2 separate regions of the Hordeum vulgare genome follow, and region 2 is linked to region 1. Evidence: chromatin contacts called from public Hi-C data. All regions are on one chromosome and are shown on one strand. The core of a region is the stretch at or near the end of the contact, and the rest is flanking DNA. Distances in the headings are between cores, read along the strand shown.

Evidence for each region. A called contact is a pair of places that touch in the nucleus more often than the background predicts.
Region 2: a Hi-C map of leaf shows a contact between it and region 1, with 4 times the contacts expected there. The contact joins the promoter of LOC123427330 here to the promoter of LOC123427326 in region 1. A contact is called at or near these places in 2 of 6 Hi-C or Micro-C datasets (leaf and seedling).

What each region holds. Positions count from the first base shown.
Region 1 is chr2H:567,094,480-567,097,179 of MorexV3_pseudomolecules_assembly, reverse strand. LOC123427326 (thioredoxin M2, chloroplastic-like) reads left to right here and starts at 1,317. Exons shown (of 2, transcript XM_045111338.1): 1 at 1,317-1,775. The coding sequence starts at 1,373.
Region 2 is chr2H:567,298,971-567,301,670 of MorexV3_pseudomolecules_assembly, reverse strand. LOC123427330 (probable galacturonosyltransferase-like 3) reads right to left here and starts at 1,340. Exons shown (of 1, transcript XM_045111345.1): 1 at 1-1,340. The coding sequence starts at 1,227. The coding sequence ends at 205.

The DNA.
Region 1 (2,700 bases), core at 68-2,567:
CCCCGAGAGACACGGTCATGCCTTTCAGAAACGAAAAAATGTGGTATTTATTTTTTTACGAGAGGCGGGGTTTTGTTTTTGCGAGAGGAAATGAAAAAACACGCTTTTTTTCTTCCGCGAGAGGTACGGTTTTTTGGTCTCGTTTTTTCATGAAAAAAAATCGTCAAAACCTATCAACACGGTATCTGTTTTTTAATATCTCGGCTCGAAGAATCTACTGATAAAAACAGATCAAGATTTAACACACGGTCTAAAAGATAAAACGTTTTAAAATTACGAATCGACAAAAAAAGAAAAAAGTCTTAGGTTACCACAAATCACACACATGTTGTACGTCATTTGTCACAATCCGAAAGGTAAGAATGATTTTTGAAAGAAATACTCTTCAACTAATGATTTCGCATACATTTAGACGACACGGCACAACTCTTTTATAAAAGGGCCAACACGGACCATATCGGCTGGGCTTGCCCACATGGCCACCTTTGTGGGCATGTGAAATTTGTTACTTTTTAGTGATGCACATTGAAAGAAAGGTGAGATAAATTACGCCTCCCACAGTATTTAGGAAGTATACTGGGGAAGCTGCAGCATCCTTCTATATTTTAAAAGTTTGCGGCTACATATTTAATGATAAAGATATCCGATGAAGATGCTATAATTCGTACTCATTCTTTGTCAACCTCTGCATGCTGCAAGAGGTAGCAGCCCGTACTGCTAGCTGTGGTAGGCTCAACCGCTAGCAGATACGGATCTAAGGGAGGACAAGGGAGGGAGGCCTAAGGCCTCGTTTGGTTAAGGGGGGTCGGGGAGGTTTTTAGAGGAAAATCCTCGGAATGGTCAGAAACCCCACATATCCTCGGATGCCCATTTGATAGGAGGGGTTTGCTTAACCCAATCCCCTCCGTTCCCCTTCAATCCCTTTCTATCCATGTGTTTCAAAACCCTACTCGAGGGACTAGTGAAAGCAAAACTCCGGTGATTTGAGAGGATTGGGTGGAATCAACTGAAATCCATCCCTCTCAAAACCTCCCTAATCCCCCTTAACCAAACGAGGCCTTAATGAATTGATTCTTCTTTAATACTAGTAATTCTTCTTTAATACTAGTAAAACATGAATTTTCATGAACAAACTTACCCCCTCCATGCGTTCATCTTCGTTCCGCCCCGCGCGCACTGCATCTTCACTGTACGGTCACTCTATACCTCACTCACACTTGCGGTTCAGGCGGCAACTTGTCGACGGAAGAGCGAAAACAACGCGCCGTCGTGTACCCGCCTCCCCTGATCCCTCGTGCCAAGCGAGCCAAAACGCCAGCTCACCGTTGCAACGACCAACCGACCGACCGAGCCCGGCGCGCGAGGCCACCACATGACACCACCAACACACGCGAGCAGCAAACAAGAAGAGCCAGCCAGCCACCCCCGCCTCCCTTTCCATCCGTCGTCCCCAACCGCCCCCCTCCCTCCCGCATCACAACAAACGCGCTCTTCTCCGTGCTTCCGGAACTCTCCCCCCGTCCCCATCCCCACCTCCACCTCCACCGCCACCGCCATGGCCTCCGTCGCCGCCTCCTCCTCGCCCCTCGCCGCCGCCTCGCTCGCGGTTTCTCGGCGCCCGCACCACGCGCTCCCGCCCGCCCGCGGCCCGCGTCCCCAGGCCCAGGCCCAGGCCCTCCGCGCGGTCTCAGGCCCCGCCGGGAGCCGCCGGTGGGGCGTCCGCCGCGGCGCGTCCGTGGTGCGCGCGGTCCAGGGCCAGGACACCACCATCCAAGGTAGTATTACCATGACGCGCCAGCTTGCATGATCATCCTCTGTTGATCCGTGTTCTGTTGCATGAGATTTGGTGGGTGGCGAGACACCGATCCGATTAATGCGTCTGCCTGCATCTCTCCGTGCGTTTTCGATGCGTCTAGACACGAGATGAGCCTTTGTGTTTCAGGATTAGGATGGATTTGCTTCGGGGAATCAGCCAATCGCGTCCTGGGTCGCTTCCACGTGGGTCCCCCGACGTCGCGGTTGTTAGGAGCATAGCGATGTGGACGCGAGGCTATGGATTTTACTCCTTTTCTAGCAAAATTCCATATTCGACGTCTCTGCTTTGGTGCCAGCGTACATGTCTTCATGCATGCATCTGTTGCTTTGATTTGTAGAGCTTGCGCCTGAGTTACCTGGGAAGCTTGCTGTACCAACCGCAACCAGCACGCTGTTGGTGTATTCAGCTCCGTCATTGAGCAGACTTGGGCTTCTCTTAAACTATTAATGTTGTCACACATCTGTTTTTATGAGGGGGCGCTTGTATCTAAATATGGAATCGTGTTAAATGTGAGTTATTATAGATACTAGACCGTTCAATAGTTGTTTAACTTACTGATAAGTACCTGTGTGCTTGGTTGACGGAGATTTGTTATTACTGTGCCTGAAACACTTTACACTTAAGGCAACGAGGCTGCACCATATCATTGACCCTGAGAGGATTGAATGTATCTCATCACATTATTCCCTTCAGCGTAACTGTGTTTTCTTGTCCAGTGACACATAAACGAGCAAATACCGGATCTCTGTACACAAATCCTGTTTACCCTTTTCGGAAACATCGTAAGTGTGGCCTAAAAAAAAGAGAAACGTTGTAAGAGAATTAGAGAAGGGCCTATGATTGGTGCAATGGCGCATCGGGTGATTGAATTCCATTTTCAGTTA
Region 2 (2,700 bases), core at 91-2,590, 200 kb before region 1:
CATAAAATTGTCCACCTGGGCCCGCGCCGGGCCCATCCCATCCTGTGAGGCCACCATGTACGGCGTGTCCGTCCGTCACTGCCCCTACACCGAGTCACCGACACCGACCCCGACGACGGCGACGCCGCAACCGAGCCGGGTCATGGGCCGTGATCCGGACTCGGACGACTGACTTGTCACTCCAGCGACGTGTGCCGCTCATTGTCAGGCCACGGCGGCGAGCAGGTCGTCACGGGCGCCGCCGCGGCGGAGAAGGTCGTAGGGCGCCCAGAGCGCGTCCAGCGGGCACGGGCGGCCAGCGTCGAGCCGCAGCCACGGCTTCCCCTTGCCGCTCCAGTGCAGCAGGCTCACCGGCCCCGGGTGCAACTCCCGGCACTGGCCTGCCACGTTGTCCCCGCCGAGGCCGTGCTGGTTCCACCTGTGCTGCACGGCCTTCACGTCGCCGGCGAACACCAGGAGGAAGGGCGGGAGAGACCCGAGCTCGTATATCCTGGCCTCCTGCTTCTGCACGTCCATCCAGTACTCGAGCTTGGCCGTGTACCCGCCGGCGCGCCACCTGTCGAGGTCGATGACCATGACCCCGGTGTTGAAGTAGCAGGGCGCGCGCGTGCGGTTGGCGAAGACGGTGGGGTAGCCGGGGTGGCGCCAGAAGGCGTCGGTGAAGTAGAGGGTGAAGTTGGCGTTGCAGTACTCGGGCGCGGCGAGGGCGGCGTCGGGGCCGAGGTCGGTGGCCCAGAGGCGCGCGACGTCGTCGACGACGAGGAGGTCCGAGTCGAGGTAGAGGACGCGGGGGACGGAGCGGGGGAGGATGTCGGCGAGGTAGATGCGGGCGTAGTTGAGGGGCTGGTCGAGGGCGCGGCGGACGGAGGAGGAGATCCTGCCGCGGACGAGGCGGGCGTCGAAGCGGTGCACGGTGGCGGGGAGCGTGGGGAAGGCGGCGGCGAGCGCGGCGCGGAGCCTGGCGAGGCGGCGGGCCGGGGAGGCCGAGGAGGCGACGAAGTGGAAGGCGATGGACTCCGGGCAGGCGGCGTGGCGGAGCACGGAGAGGACGCCCGCGAGGGAGCCGCGCAGGTAGGTGCCGTCGAGGGTCATGGCGATGTGGATCGTGGGCGCCCCCGCGCACCCCGCGCCGTTGCGGAACGCCGGCGCCTCCCTGAACTCGGGCAGTTCGGCCGCGGCCGCCGCCGCCGCCGCGGCGAAGAGCAGGAGCGCGGCGAGGAGGCGCATTGCGGGGGCGTGGGGTGGATGGGGTTGCGCCTTTATTATTCCCCTCCCATCCGAGAGAGGGGGGGAGGTAAAGAACGGAGAGGAGAATGGAATTTGGATGGGCACGGCACCGTCGGCACGGGTGGGGGGCGGGGGGAGATGCAGAGTTAAGAGGCGGAGACGGCGGAGGGGAGGGAGGGAGGACAGGCTGGAAAGAGGGCGACGTGTGGGGTTTCCGCGTGGGTTTTCCGGGGCTTCTCGTTGGGATTTTTTTCCGGACGTTGGGCTCTTGGTGGTTGGTTACGATTTCGACGGGGCCTCCACTTTTCGGACCCTCCTCCATATTTGCGTGGGCTCTTTTTTCGATTTATTAGTTCAGCGTGACGGTGGGCGAAGCTTAGTAAGGCTCGCACGAGACCCATGCAAGGCCTACTTTTCGAGATGGAAGTTAATTGAGCTCATTCTTAGGCACTGACTACATTACCTCGGACGGCATGTTTTTTTTAGCAGGAAATATGGGAATTTATTTAGCAAAAGCCCCGGCAAAATCTGCATGGAGGCAAGTTACAGGAAAGCTAGGTTGCGACTGCATCCAGCACTCTGTCACCTCTCTAGTGCTAGCTTGCTTTGCACACAAGTGGACAGACGTGTTGGCCGCTCTATTACAAAGCTGAATACCAAAAGAAGAAAAGAAAGCTACGTGCTCCCCTATTTCATTCAAGATAGACGCCACAACTGAGCGAGAATTGTGACGCAAATGCCATAGCTGAACCAGTTCCAAGCTATATGTCTCTAAAATCACCTTCGAAAAGCCTCTCAACCGAGAAAAAAGAGCACCTTCCCACAATGCCAAGGTCTCTGCAACAAGGGGATTAGTCACCCCACCAAAGGGTTTGCACCAGGCAGCAATTAAGCCCTGCTTAGAGCGAGTTACCTCTCCATCGTCACTTCTGCTATGCTGAAGCGCCACACTGCCATCACTGTTAATTTTGATGGTGTCTTGGCCACAACAAGTCAGACTCAGCACATACCTGAACAAGCCAAACAAAAAAAAACAAGTGCAAGTGCATGCACCAACCCTCAATGTTGCTCATCAGCGTCATCGCCATTGCCATCAACTGAAGCACCCTCGACTCGTCGACTCTAACTCCACATCTTAGCATCACCGACATGTAAAAAAAAACATTGTCTCATCAAACTGAGCCAGCCTGAACCAACACATCCTAAACACTGCCACCCATCGCGAGACAAAATTGACACAACATAGTCCGTCCACATCTCTGACTTCATCCACCACAAGTCTTAAAGAAACACTTAACCTTTACTCCACACATCATGTGTCATCGTTGCCACTTGACATGCCCCACAAACTGCAATTACCATTTCAAGCCAATACGACATCACCACCTCCCTCCCTCCCTCCTCCACTCCCCTCGCTGCCGCCACCCAGAGATGGCGGCGGTGTTGGATCGCATGTTAGTCATCGTGTCGCCA